Linked DNA regions of Pogona vitticeps: region 2 is linked to region 1. The links are chromatin contacts, called in public Hi-C maps. All regions are on one chromosome and are shown on one strand. The core of a region is the stretch at or near the end of the contact, and the rest is flanking DNA. Distances in the headings are between cores, read along the strand shown.

Region 1 (7,206 bases), core at 3,036-5,535:
TGTTACTTTTAGCTCTAGAATGCTCCGAGAATGTCAGCGCAGGCGCAGACTAAACCCATATGTGTGAATTCACAGAGGTCCACTCGAAGAACCATGGTTACAGGTAAGTAACCTTTCTTTTTCAGCTGTCAGCAGAAGGATAAAAAGGAGAGGGCAAGCTGACTTTCTGAGGGAGAGCATTCCATAATCTGGGAGCAGCCACAGAGAAGGCTCTCACTTGAGTCCCCATCAACCATGCCTGCACTGGCAATGAGACCAAGAGGATGATGTTAAGTGCCTAGAAAGCTCTTATGGGGAGACACAGTCCTTCAGGTCCTAGTAAATATTCCTTGTGCATTGTACTGGACTGTGCTATAAAGATCATTCATTCATTTAATTAATCAATTTTATACCACCATGAAACAAATTGCTACTCTGTGTTGTACTGAAAGTAAAGTAAAAATCATAAAATACATTCTGAAGTACAAAGAACGGGGTGGAATGACTGGTGGTAAGAAACTGTTAGATGACAAAGAAGGATCATTTCCTCCTCCTCCTCCACAAATTCCATCAATTGAAGAGAACCTCCCTAAAAGCTTCCTTGAAAATCTCTGTTTTTAGTTGTTTTCAAAGGCATGGAGGGAGAGCACCTGGCACAATTCCTGTGGCAGGAGAGAAGGCCCAGCTTCTGGTTGTTCTTTTCCAGGCTTCTTGTGTTAATATTCATGGGCACATGGTCTGTGATGACCTGGTCAGACAGGCAGTCGAACTTGGCAGGAGACATTCAGATGTAATGAGGTGCCAAACTTTTTAGAGCTTTATATGTTAGAATTGCCACCTTAAACCTGATGCAGAAACAGATTGGTAACCAATGCTACCCAGGATCTAGATGATATAGTCATATTTCTTCACCCCAGTAATGCTGCTGCATTTTGGACCTTTTGAAGTTTCTGTGTCAGCCTCAAGGGATAGCCCATTATAATAGGCAATTTTTAAGACTACCAATGCATGGATCAATGTTGTTGACATTGATATATTTCACAAACATCCAGATGGCACAGCTGGACGATATGCTGCAGTTGAAAAAAGTGCAGAGCATGTCACAGTGGAGACCTGTTTTTCCATGATCAGTGCTGGACTTAAAATCATGCCCAAAGTGCGCACCTGGTCTTTGAACAGGAGGATTAATCCATCAAGTAGGGGGCAAATACCCCATAGACATGGCTATACTCTGATATTTGACTCAATTCATGAATTATTTTAATAGGAATAGTTTTCCAAATGGTGGCCACAATCCTATTGGGAATTTTCATTGTATCAGGAAAATCATGTTAAGTTGCAGACTGCAGCAGGAAGTTGCCACTGCTTGCCAAGGTACAGGTGGAGTTCGAGGGTGAAAGGTTCAATTCCATTTGTGCCCAGGAACACAACCAGCACCTCATGAATGAGTGGCAATCTGCCACCACAAATTACAGACTTTCCTTTACACAGAATAAATTGCCAATGGGCTTCTGGCTAATAGTTCTGAGAACTTGATCTGTACTAGGAAGTATTTAAAAGCCAGTTCTAACGTTCATACTAAGTTCTAAAGCTTAAGTGTAAACATCTGAATAATGTATTAAAATGCTAAACCTTTGAGCAGTGCAGCACCTTCCCGGAGTTCTGTTGCTGTCATTAGCATTGAAGTGCTTTGTTGGAACTTTGCTGCTAGTACTGAATCATAGGGGTGGGGGGGTGGGGGGAGAGGCGGGGGAAATCTTGCTGTTACAATTTACAGTTTGAATAATTTATTTGAATCATAATGCTATCAGCAGTGGATGATTTTTTTTTGAACTGCTGTGCATGCTGCAAGCAGGAGAGGGGGAGAAGATGGAAACTGGGCCCTTCTGCTGAATTAGAACCAACATTTTTGCTTATGGTTTTCATGAATTTGCCGTTGAGCGGGAAGCCACTCCAATACTGCTAATAGTTTATTTGCCTACAGTGGAATCCCAGCCTATGGGCTAGGGATCCTGGAAGATTTAACTCTGACTGAAGCAAACAGAGATTATGCATCACTGGGTAAGATACAACTGGAAAACCTTTGAAGTGGAAGCATAATGAACACAAAAGTATTGTGACACTTTAAAGACTAAGGTTTATCGTATTTCAATGTGAACTTGCATGGATTACAACCCACTTCCTCAAACATTACCCTGAAGTGACCTGGCCAAGAATCCCTTATCTTGAAATCATACAAACTAAGACAAAAACTAACACACACACATACCCATTTGGTGGTCAGAGAATCAGTCAACTATATTTAAAAGACATCCATAGCAATAAACACATAAAAGATGTGAAGGAAACACCATAGACGGTAAATAAAGCAGTGGGCACACACTGTGTGAGGGATTTCCTGTTGAGATAAGGGTGGAGGTGTGCGTTCTGCTTCAGCTGGTAAAAGGCAGGCTTGGCCGCAGCTGAGATCTGATTCCCCATTGAGGTAGCTCCCAGAGATGGTTAGTTTAGAGCAGTGGTCCTCAACCTTGGGCCTCCAGATGTTCCTGGACTTCAACTCCCAGAGATCCTGGCCAGCAGAAGTGGTGGTGAAGGCTTCTGGGAGCTGTAGTCCAAGAACATCTGGAGGCCCAAGGTTGGGGGCCACTGGTTTAGAATGTCATGAATGGGCAACAAATTGTTGATTAATTAATTTACTATTTCTCTAAGAAACCTTCTAAGAACGATGGTTCAAAAATAAGCAACCTTGCCAATCTATTTCATATTAAAATTGGCTTTCTGATCAATCCTGCCTTCAAACTTTTCCACAGCAAAGAGCTCCCGTGCTGTACAGAGCAGTATTATGGGGTTGGAGAAATTCCCGGGTCACTGACATTCAGAAATGCAACCTTTTCCCAAATTCACAAATCCCACTAGGTGTCAGGATCTGGCCCACAACGCCCTGGCAGCTGCAGGATCAGGGCCAACCTGAGCCAGAAGTGGCCTGGTGTTTGCAGACTCAGGTCCTGTCCTGTGGAGCAGCTGCTGGGCCACTCATGAGGCCTCACCCGGAAACCTGGAGGAAAAGCCTCTTTAAGGAGTGGTTCTCCCTCCCAGAACTGGCCTCAGCAACAGAGGTCTTTTGGCTCTGCTCTGAGCTCCAGATTCCCTGTGTTCCAGTATTCCTCCGTCTCTGCACTTTTACTCCAGTGTCCCTGCCATTGCATCTCCTTGCATCTTGGTGCCTTGTTCTGGCTCCATTCTCCCAGCCCTGTGCCCTCACCTCTGCTTGGTCAGGGCCAACTGCCTGGTGAGAGCCTTTGGACTTGATGGCCTGAGTGGCATCCTCGTGCCTTTGCCCCTCGTGAGGGGCTGCCCTGGGACAGGGATATCTTGGACTGTGACACTAGCCTTATTCTGAGTAAAGGGAAAGAGTGCGGTTGCGCCCTGCTTCCTACCCCAGGCCCACTCCCACCATCAGCACCTTCGGGCGACGTTTAAAATGGTTTTGTGTGAATGCCACACTACACTAGTAAAAGGGGCACGGGCTGATCCCTTCAGTGATCAGAGATCCCTCCGCACAGATGACCCTTGTAACAAGCGCTGGGCGGGTGACAAGATGGCAACAGCCTGCATGGAACGCACACTCTTCGCCAGCCCTGGGGACCGATAGGTATAAGCACACCTACCATGAATTTATCCTCCAGTGCCTGAAGAAATGGGCTTTACCTCACACTAAGCATAAAAATGGCTAGTTTTCAAAGAGGTGTAACAGTGTCTTTTTTTTTTTACAATCCCTCCCTTGTCTTTGGCCAACACCCTCCGCCAGCTGGCACGCGTCCTCCAACTCTGGGGTCCTGGCAAGCCCCTTCCAGGAGAGGGACGCGCGGCAGCTTCTCCTGTTCGCCAGCAAAGCCGCCGATGCCCCAGCTTGTCTTTTCATTTTCCCCCTGACTTTTGAACACGGATCATCATCTTCGCCGGAGCTCCCGGGTGACCTGCCTCCGCCCGAAAGGCGAGAAGCGCTCGGCTCCTGCCCGCGCTCCCAAGCAAGCGCCTCAAGGGACATGACACAGCAAAGCGGCGCGGAGCAGCCGGGGATGGCGGCGCCTGCGGTTGCCTGAGGCAATATAAGCGGCTCGCCTCTTTTTTTTTTCCCCCGCGGTGGCCCTCGACACCCACGGCCGGCCGGTTCCGGGACCCTCGCTGAGAGGACAGCACGGGGGGGGGGGGCTCGGCCGCGGGAGAAGAAGCGCGGAGGCAGAAGAAGCCGCCGCCCCCGGCCGGGTCCCTCCCGCGCGGTCTTTCTGGGCTGGGCCCGGGCGGAGAGCGGAGGGCGGCGGCTTGGAGCCCTCTGGCTCGGGAGCCTGGTTTTTGCTGGAGCAGGACCGGGGACCGGGACGTGATCGTGGGCGGCCGTGACGGGCACAGAAGGAAAGAGGCGCTGCGAGAAACTCGGCGGCGAGGCAAGGTGGCGGGGCGGGAAGGAGGGAGGGAGAGAGGGAGAAAAGCCGTGCGAAGGGGAGAAGGAGGCAGGCAGGCAGGCAGCGGGGGAGCCGGGGCAAAGGCGGGCGATTAGGGGCTCCCGGGTTTAGGGGTTTCTTCGTGGCAGGGCGGATGTGGGATCCTGAGGGAAAAGCTCCTTTCCACCACCGTCTCCCCCCCCCCGGCGCACCCTTTCTGCCTCTTCGTTTTGCAACGGTGGGCTTGGAGGGCATCCCCGGGCAGGAGCCGGTGGCGCCCCGGGCCTTTTGGCCGAGGGCCGAGGATGCGGTGCTGCCCTTGGCGATGCTTCCCTGAGCTGGACTTCGAGCGAGGCCGCCAGAGTGACTCAGCCGAACGCCAGTAAGCGAGCGGGGGAGACGTGAGGGGGGAAAAGTGCCGGGTCTTGTCCCCTTCAGTGCTCCAGAACCTGGCTTCTTGGCTGCCTTTAAGGATCTCACCCGCCTTTCAGGATTCCTGGCTTGCTTGCTTGCGCCCAGCTGCTCGCTGACATCTCTGTGGGTTGCTGGAAAAGGGCCTGGCTGGTGCAGGATAGGGATCGCGTTGAAGGAAGACAAGGGCAGAGAGGGAAAAGCGGGGAGAGAACAGATAGGAAGTGCCCTCGCTCCTTCTCTCCCTGTCCCTTTCACTAATCTAGCAGAAGCCACATAATAATAGTAGCATCATAACAACAGAACTGCAGAGCTGGAAGGGACCCTATGGATCCTCACCTCCTGGCAAGGAGGCACAGAGGGGGAATCGAACTTCCAGATACCCAAACCACTGCGCTCTCCAGCATGGACTCTTTTCTTTCATATCCACTAGGGCTGTACTTCAAAAGGACACAAAACTAGGTTGACTAGACCAAGCGGGTGTAAACAAAAATGGGGATGCTTTGCCTTGCCTGCTTCAGCACCTGCCTCTCTGGCCTCCTTTTGGTAGGCACCAGCTTCCAAGGCTTGTTTGCTTCTGCCAATCAGCACATGTTCCTCCCTAGAGGCTGCAGTTAATTAGGGTGTGGTTGGTCTGGGGAGCATTTAGAAGATTTCCCGGCTGGGAGGAGTCTCAGAGCAAGACAGATAGATCTTGCCTCTTTCCCTCCCCCAGTAAACAGTTCTCAGTCCACACAGATTAGGTTCCTTGTTGTAGAAGTTTCATAGAATCATAGCATCGTGATGTTGGAAGGGGCCTGTAAGGCCATCAAGTCCAACCCCCTGCTCAATGCAGGAGTACAAACCAAAGGATATCTACCAGGTGGTGGTTTAAGTTTCTCTCGAATGCCTCCAGTGTTGGAGCGCGCACCACCTTTCGAGGTAATTGGTTCCGTTGTCTTACTGCTCTAACTGTTAGGAAGCGTTTTCCTGATACTCAGTTGAAAGCTGGCTTCCTGTAACTTGAGCCCCTTGTTGCATGTGCTTTAAATTGTTCAGAAAGGCAGTGGAAATGTCCTCTAGAAAACCTTCCACCAGGCTCTGAGGTGCAGGGGAAGAACAAGATCAGGGTTCAAAATGGTTATTGATTGATTGATTGATTGATTGATTGATTGATTGATTGATTGATTGATTGATTGATTGATTGATTGATTGATTGATTGATTGATTGATTGATTTGATTTGATTTGATTTGATTTGATTTGATTTGATTTGATTTATACCCCGCCTATCTGGTTAGTGCCTTTTTGGCTATGGGCAAGGAATTGAGTGATTACTTCTAGTACTGGCCAAGGAAGGGAGATTGGTAGTGGAGAGAAAGCTATTAATCAAACCCAGATAAGGGGAAGGTTGCACAATTAGTGTCTGTGTCCTGTCCTGGGCATTGTTGCTGTTAGAGGCTGAGTCAGTACTAATCAATCACCACTGCTGTGGGTATTGTTCAGTGCAAGGGCACTCTCCTATAAAAGCAACTGGTTGCTAAGATTTAATACATTAGGGAGCTAGATGAAGCACAGTGTCTTATTCTGTTTCAGACATGTTGGCCTGAGTTTCGTGCACAGCATGAAAGGAAAATTCCTGGCTGGAGGCAGACAGGAGTTCTGTTGTCTTGGAAAGTTCTTTAGAATATCAGAAGTATGTTCCTCATATCAAGGTTTTATAAAGGGACACCAAGATTTACCAGTGTCTGATGGTGTCAGTTGCAAGTTCATTGTTGGAGACAGAGCTCATGTTATAATGAACCTGGCTTGATAGTTCAGTGGTTTAGGTAGAAGTTGGGAGTTTGGGAGTTCAATTCCCTACTGTGCCTCCTGCGATGAGAGCTAGCCGCCTGTGTAGCTTTGGGAAAGCTGCACAGTTCCAGGACGTTCCCAGTAGAAGGGAATGGTAAACCACTTCTGAGTAGTCTCTACCTAGAAAACTCAAATGAGAATTTACTTGATGGCACATCATCATCATCATCATTTTAAAACAAGTGAGTCAAGACTTCATGGTTGCCATGAGAACCATAGGGTTGTCTGAGCTGAGCTGATCATGGCTCAGGTTCAAAGAAGTAAGCATGTTAGTCTCTCATAGCATGCTGACAAAATTAAAGGAGCCAAATGGGGGAAAGGAAGAGGGGAAAAGGCACAAAATTGTGGCACTTTACAGATTACAGTGTGTCTATGGATCAAAATCCAATTCTTCAGAAACAAGATGTACAAATACTATGTCTGTTTGTACCTATATTTGCATTCCTTGTGTCTGAAAAAGTGGATTTTGATCCATAAAAGTCTGCACTAAAATAAATCTGTTGCTCTTTAAAGTGCAGTAGTGTTTTGCAGATTTTCTCCTT
Region 2 (7,206 bases), core at 2,168-4,667, 200 kb after region 1:
ATTAAACCGGAAAATGCTAGGCTAAACCTATGGAAAACGAAAGCAACACGCCTTGCCAAATAGATTAATGCGGAAGAGTCTGGCTGTCATTTAGTAGACTTTGAAGCAAAGTAGCAAGATCAAAAAATAATCAAGTAAAATGGGACTACTGGGAAACAGGACAAATGTTCTGTACTGTAGAAATTCAATCAATGCCACATTTATGGGCATGCAATTTATGCCCCATCTTGTGCAAAAAAAGATCTAGCAAATGGCCAAGATGATGCTATAGAAGTAACTTGCTTCTGGTTAGAAAAAGTCTTATTACCTTAACATTTTGATTTGATTTTATGTAATTTTACCTCTCTTTCATATACATCTATAAATTTAAATTGTGCAATCCTCTGATATAAAGAAAGAAACAACAGTTCAGGAGTCCCCATATTAATGATCAATAGAATATTATATTCTGTTCTACAACGCTTACTAAATGTTCCATTCCAAACATCCCAGACATTTCCCATTACTATGATAATGGGATGACGAGACTTGACATAATGGGGTGATGAGTAAGAAAGAACATTTGTTCTAACTCAGCATGTAAACAGAGGCTTCATAACTGAGCTTTGCCTTCCTTCCTACATTGCTTCCCTCTTTGCCTTGCCTGCTATCTGTAGAGAATGTCCAGTGGAATGCATACAAAAATATCCAAGGTCGAAGCTTTTAAAAAGCCAGATGGAAAACGGCCACTGGGCCTTCAGGAAGAGAGAAGGTGTGTTCCCAAGATGAAGTTCTATTCCTGGACTGGAGGACAAGGTGAGTGAGGACCAATGTTCAAAGGGACATCTTAGGTTTATGTAAAGTCTTGGAGGGCCCCTCACAGCAGGGCCCTTTTCCCGTCTTTCAGGCATAATCCCCAGTCCATCCTCAGCTTTGCCCAATTTTCCCAGGCTCCTTTACAGATTCTGTTGCTAGTCCCTCCAGTCATGAGTATGGGAAGATGAAGCCTGAAGAAGGACTCCCTTCTGGGGAAGCACAGTCAGTGTAAAAGGTGGTGTCTGACTCTACTCTGCAGCATCAGCCCACTCTTCTGTCTCACCTTCTATCCAGTGTACCTTGTAACATTAATGTAGGACCTGATTAATAGTCCCTCTTCCTTGAGATCTAGTTTGGCAAATACCAAACTCAGATCTCACACTAATTAAACCAAATTAGATTCTCCAGCTTTGCCATTGACCAATACAGACTGTTTCTCAGTATTCTGTGGGACATTGAACAGCTGTGCTCTCAGACTCAGTATGCTTTTTTAAAAATGTTGGAAGAAAACAAGGAATTAATCCAACAAAACCGAATCTTGTAAGTCTGAACTGTGATTGTATAATCCAACCCTATTTCCATTGGACCATGATAAGGAAAAACAATTACAATCAAAAGAAGAATATGCCATAGTTTGGCAAATACTTTAAAGAACTTTCATAAATATCCTATCAGAAGTGCACAATCAACTTTTATTTATTTATTTTTATTTATTTATTTATTGTATTTATACCCCGCCTATCTAGTCATTTCGACCACTCTAGGCGGCTATAACTTTTGAAGTCTGTTATTCATGTGTCCAGTTTTAACCCTTCTGAACAAGAGTTTCAAAAGAAATTCTTTCAGTAATATCCATCCGTACATGCATCATCAAATTGTTGATATAAATTTATATAATTTTTTTTCATTCCTTTCATCTGAGCAAAGCTACTGTCACAGGACCAGTCCTACAGATGTCTAAAAGTTAGCTTTTGTGTATCTCTATATAGATATGTGCGTGCTCTGAAATATACCACACCCATTTTTTTCACCATGCAGGTGGCCATGTCCCCAGAAGAAAACTCTGACCTCCCCTGAAAATAATGATTGCTGAGCAAAAAAATGCACAGCTGCAAGACAATATCAGCTCACAGAAAAGGAATGACAAAAGTATTTAATTTTAGAAGTTACATTGTGCCAGGTCATCATTTTAATTTAAAAGGGTCAGGCTCCCACATTTCACGGTACATGTGTCATGGTTACTTCAACTTTCTTTTATTTTTATGTATTTATGTACAATAGATGTAAAGATAATATGCTGGAATAACCACTGGGTATACAAGCACCCTGCAAGCCCTCATCTCCTTCCCCATTTTATATATGTCAAGATAATGACAATCTGCTGGCAGAACCGCTAGCTAGGCTGACAAGCATCCTGCATGCCTCTGAGTCCCATCTCTTGGTCCATCGTCTTTTGTTGTTGTTACTGTGAGCAAGTGCACACTGCTGTCCAAAGACAAGATGTAGGCAGGTGCTGACAGGGTAGGGAAGCACTCATCTGAATGCTCCTGCATTGCCTTGTAGACCACAAGCACTGTCGCCATACTCTTTCTTGCTCTGTCTTTCTCTTCCTCTGTCACAAGGAACTGCCTCAGTGGCTGGCAAATTTCATCTGGGGTGAAACTAGGCGTTAAGAGAAATGTGTATATTGGAATTAGCCCCCTTTCCTACCATAATAGGATGTTTTTCTGAGGTATGAACCTGGGCAAATTAAGCTTGTGCTTAGCATGCCTTCTGATGTTTGTGTGACCTCAGCAGAGATGCCTTAACAAGCTGGAAATAAGGCTGAACTTAACATTTCCTCCTGTCTCTCTGTTTATTCCTCTATTTTCCCTCTATCTATTTGGTCACCTCATTTCCATAGTACTAGGACAGCAAGCCTTTAAAAGGAAGGAAAGAAGAAAACGGAATGGAACGGAATGGAACAGAACAGGGAGAGGAAACCAAGCAGCTCCAGCACCAAGTATAGGGAAGAGGAGATTCAAATGGTTAACAAGCAGCAAACAAGGCTGAGTGCCAATAACCCCTTCCCCTCCTGGCTACTGTGTGGTTGGCTAAAGTGAATTAACCTGCGGAGACCTGTCTTCCCAGGTGCCACTTCACATCAGATCAATTTGCATTTTCCCCATTGTGTAATTGCTACGATTTAAGTTCAGATTTCAGGCTCTTTAGATGACCGGATGTTTTCTAACAAATCTAAAATCTGCAGGTTATGTGAGAGGTTTCTTGTATATCTTCCAAATCTCAGTTTAGTCAACATCATCCCACTAATTGATTTTTGTTGTTAACATTCATTTGATAAAAGTACATTAGACATTAGCCTTCTCTTTCAAATTATTTTGCTGCTATGAGATTCTGGTGGTGGTATGCAGGTTTTATAAATTTAAAAAATGCCAAAAGCACGTTTACAATATTTTTTTAATGCAGCAAAAATCTGTATTTCATTTTTTTTACAAAAAGGTTGAACTTGTAAGTTTCTGCATGTGAGAAATATAATTTGCCTAGTTTGTACAGAAGAGGGCGGTACAGTGTTGGATACAGATTGCTTTCTTTTTAAAAACTCTTGATGTCTTGTAGGTCATAACTGATTTCAATAATTCTTATGTGGGAGCGGAAGTCTGTTTAGCTCATGAACAACAGGTGCATCGTAAATGGCAGCTATCTGTAAGTAAATTATTTCTACATTAAGTCACTATAATTCTCACCCTACAGATAGGCAGAAGGGACTTGGCTAATGCCACTCAACCACTGGGAAATTGGGAGTAGGACCCAGACTCCAACTTTCCAGGCTGACGGAGAACTATATTGGTTTTAAGAGATCAGAGTGACATCTCTGAGACTTGGAAAACAGAGATTGGACCCAAGAGTACAAGTGGCTTCCACAGGGCAAAAATAAGCCTACTAAATGATGCTCAGTGGCTTGGGTATCTGGCTGAGGAGCCACACGTAGGGAGTTTGATTCCCCCACTGTCCATACTGCAAGCAGAGCCAGCCTGAGTAACCTTGGGCAAGCTGCATAGCCCCAGGATACCCTCAGAAGAAGAGAATGATAAGCCACTTCTGAGTACCCTCTACCTTAAAAACTTTGAAAACAGTCGCCGTAAATCAGAATTCACTTGACAAATGGCATGCAGGGAATGAACAATACAATATAGTTACCATCATTCACCTTTACATTAAGCTTTCTTCTTAACACCTTCTAGCAGAATCTTAGCAACCTATGAAACATGGTATGTGCCTCTTTAATCATGGCTAGGAGAAGGTCCACTTACACGTCTCCTTTTGTTCTTATTGCTTTGGTGAGATGACAATAGGTTAGCCTTTATCACTCCACTCAGGTATCTCTGAAAAGCTCTTCACAGCACTTCAGAATGGGTATGATCCTACCATTTAGACAGGGTGAGGTGGAAACAAATTTTAGGGGTCGTGAAAGGGCTGCACGGAGTCGTCCAATGAAGCTGTATTGCGCTGTCAAGGGTCTATTACATTCTGGCTCGCAAGAACGGAACACAGATCACTCAACAGCCTATTGCAAATAAATTGGACGACACCTTGCAGACAATACTGTTTGGATCCACTCTGAGTTGGATGCTGTAATTGTACAAGCTCTAAGTGGCTCCTGCTTATCCACTGACAATAGATAAGTTTCTCCCTCTGCAGCCTGATGATAGGAACAAGATCTTTGAAGAAGTGAGAGCCATCAAATGTATGTCAGACCTGTGGCCTTCCTGTTCATAAAAGTAGACAAGGATGGACTGGCTGAGTGGGGTGAGGAGCGTGGTGAATGTCTCCTTGCAACAGGGAAGGGTTCTAGCGTGCATAAACGAGGTAATAGTAGGGTCGTGCCTGAAAAAAATTGCCCTTGAATTCCCTCATACTATTTATTTATTTATTCGATACATTTAGTGAATACACATTTTATGCATATCTTCTCTTGTTGGCAATGTGGTGGCAAGAAGCCACAGTATTTGAAAGTGTGGTGCATGGCCCAACTGTTCATGCATTGCAATAGCTGAGGCACATTTCAGCCTACAAATGATTTGTTCTGAAACAATCATAATTTTTTTTTCTGCTGTTTCTTTTGTCAAACAGCAAATGATACCTTGGAAGAAAACACCTCATGCTTACAAACTTCTCACAGGCATTAGGTCTCTGGCTGCAGAGCCAGAGGTTCAGAGTTCGATTCCCCACTGTGCCTTTCTGACAGGGGCTGGACCCAATGGGCCATGAGGTCCCTTCCAGGTCTGCAGTTCAAAGATTATTATATCTACTTGGCTGCTGTAGGACTCAAGATGCTGCACAAGACAGGCCTTTCGGCTGATCCATCAGGATTCTTTCATAGATACAGGTGGTCATGAACACTGCATAGGACCCGCACTGGGGAACAGATCTCTCCTGTGATAGACAAGAACTTAAGGGATGAAAGAAGGAATCCCAACATCCCCTTCCTCATCTGAGCTCATTCTTGTCATAGGTAGATCCAGGAACAAGAAGGTGAGATGTTCTTCTCCAGAAAGGACTGTGTACTGAGCCCACATGGACAACTGTGGTCCTCCAGGTTGCAACTTCCATCTCTCTGTTGGCTATGCTGGCTGGGATTGATGGGAGTTGTAGATACCTGAGGGACCACAGAGCTTTTGCTCTACAGGGAAGAAACAGAGCATGGTCTCTTGCTTTCCCAACATGCTCCTCTTCAACCTATGAGGACTTTTAGCTCATGAGTGGTACAGGAAACTGTTCATTTGCCTGTGTTACATATGAACTGTATACCATTGGTCATTTCTTTGATCTTTGGAAGAAAACAATATTTCTTGCTAAGTATGGAGTGCTTGGACAATAAAGGGATGAGCTAGAACTACTGTATTGTGTTTTGTCCGGGTTACCTAGATGATGATGTAATTCTGCACAACCCCAAATACCAAGGGGTGTGGGTGTGTGTGAGAGAGAAACAGAGAGAGAGAAAGAGAGGGATGGAAGGAGAAAGAGACAAAGACAGAGAAAATGCAATGGAAGCTGTTCTGCAAGTTTGTTTTGTGATGCTCTGGGCTCACTTCGGCTGCTTCCCAAATTGACTTGAAGGACACAACCTCATGCTCTTGAAATGTGGACTAAATGAACATCATGGGGCTCTAAGGGCACTCCGTCTGTACTCCATTGGGGTAAATGAGCTTTTGTGGCAAAAGGCAGGCAGGAAATGCAATGTGAGAAACATCCTTTTATTTTAAAAAATAATTGGGGAAAAAAATAAACCTTCCTGCCAGTGTATCTGGGTGGCAAACCCAGGCATCTTTTTCACATCTTCTCTTTCTCCTTGGGTTGCTGAGTTCACGGTGTGGTTTGGTTTTGCGTTGTTGCACCGTGCTTGGCTCCTGATGACAGGCAGGCCCTTCTGGGTCCTGTTTTGGGTGATCTAGAAAGGAAGGCTTGGCCAGAGAGTCAGGAAACACTGAGGAGACTCTGGAAAGCCCAGTGAGAGAATTTCCCATTGGCTAAGGAAAGTGTGACTTAGTGTTGAGGTCTCCACAGCATCTCCACTAAGCAGTTCCAGTTTCCAGTCTCCAAGGCCCGGCCACCCTCGTCATCACTTCTCCCTCTTTCTCTCCTCTCCGAGCCTCTGCCATTTGCAACAGTTAAACATTTCTGTTCTTTAAAATGAATCCGTTTTCAAAATTACCTTTGATACAAGCGTGTCCGTTCTTTTACTTCTATCAGCCTCTGGGCTCAGCAAAACAGCTGCTATTCCCCTAGCACAGCTGATCTGTTTCTCCTTAAATACAATATCCCTGACCAACAAAAGCATCTCCCTTCTCCTCTGGGTCATCCACCTGCCTTTTACTGTTCGGTATCCACACCCTTTGTATGATGCTGAGTGCCAAACAAAAGCTCCTTGCCAGCCGAGACAGATGTTTTCCATTTGCACTGTTCTTAAACCACATAGATATTGAATTAGTTCATAACAGCATTTGTAACTGGGGTGGTGAATTGGGAGTAGCTCTTGCTTTCATTCTCTCCCAAAGCAAAGGTTAGAAAAGTTAATTTTTTGGACTGTAAGTCTCAGAATCCTACAGCCTGCATAGCCACACAAGACAAAACGTTCGCCCAGCGATCTGCTGAGAAGGCTCACTGAACGTCTCATGATCAGAAATCACTGGCCACTCATGAGGCTGCTTGTACAGTGAGTTTTACCAAATACTCTCAAAAAACAAACCCTGCGGTAGGAGACTTCCCTTCTGGGTTGGGCCCACATTAGCTCAGCCAAGGACAACAGAGGAGATTAAAATTCCCTTTGAGGTTTATGTGGCCATTAAAGAGGCTTGAATGGATAGCTTTTCAAATTTTGACACAAATAGGTTTTCCCCTCTCTGGCTCAGG

What was found. Hi-C and Micro-C count contacts between places; a contact is called where the count stands out from the background.
Region 2: a Hi-C map of muscle shows a contact between it and region 1, with 3 times the contacts expected there. The contact joins the promoter of LOC110077810 here to the promoter of LOC110077807 in region 1. A contact is called at or near these places in 2 of 2 Hi-C or Micro-C datasets (blood and muscle).

What each region holds. Positions count from the first base shown.
Region 1 is chr2:148,022,744-148,029,949 of PviZW2.1, forward strand. LOC110077807 (cholesterol transporter ABCA5) reads left to right here and starts at 4,286. Exons shown (of 39, transcript XM_078384341.1): 1 at 4,286-4,424.
Region 2 is chr2:148,222,938-148,230,143 of PviZW2.1, forward strand. It overlaps LOC110077810, which reads left to right and starts at 3,418. Exons shown (of 6, transcript XM_072990785.2): 1 at 3,418-3,498. LOC140704596 (a long non-coding RNA gene) reads left to right here and starts at 705. Exons shown (of 2, transcript XR_012083894.2): 1 at 705-795; 2 at 2,699-3,055.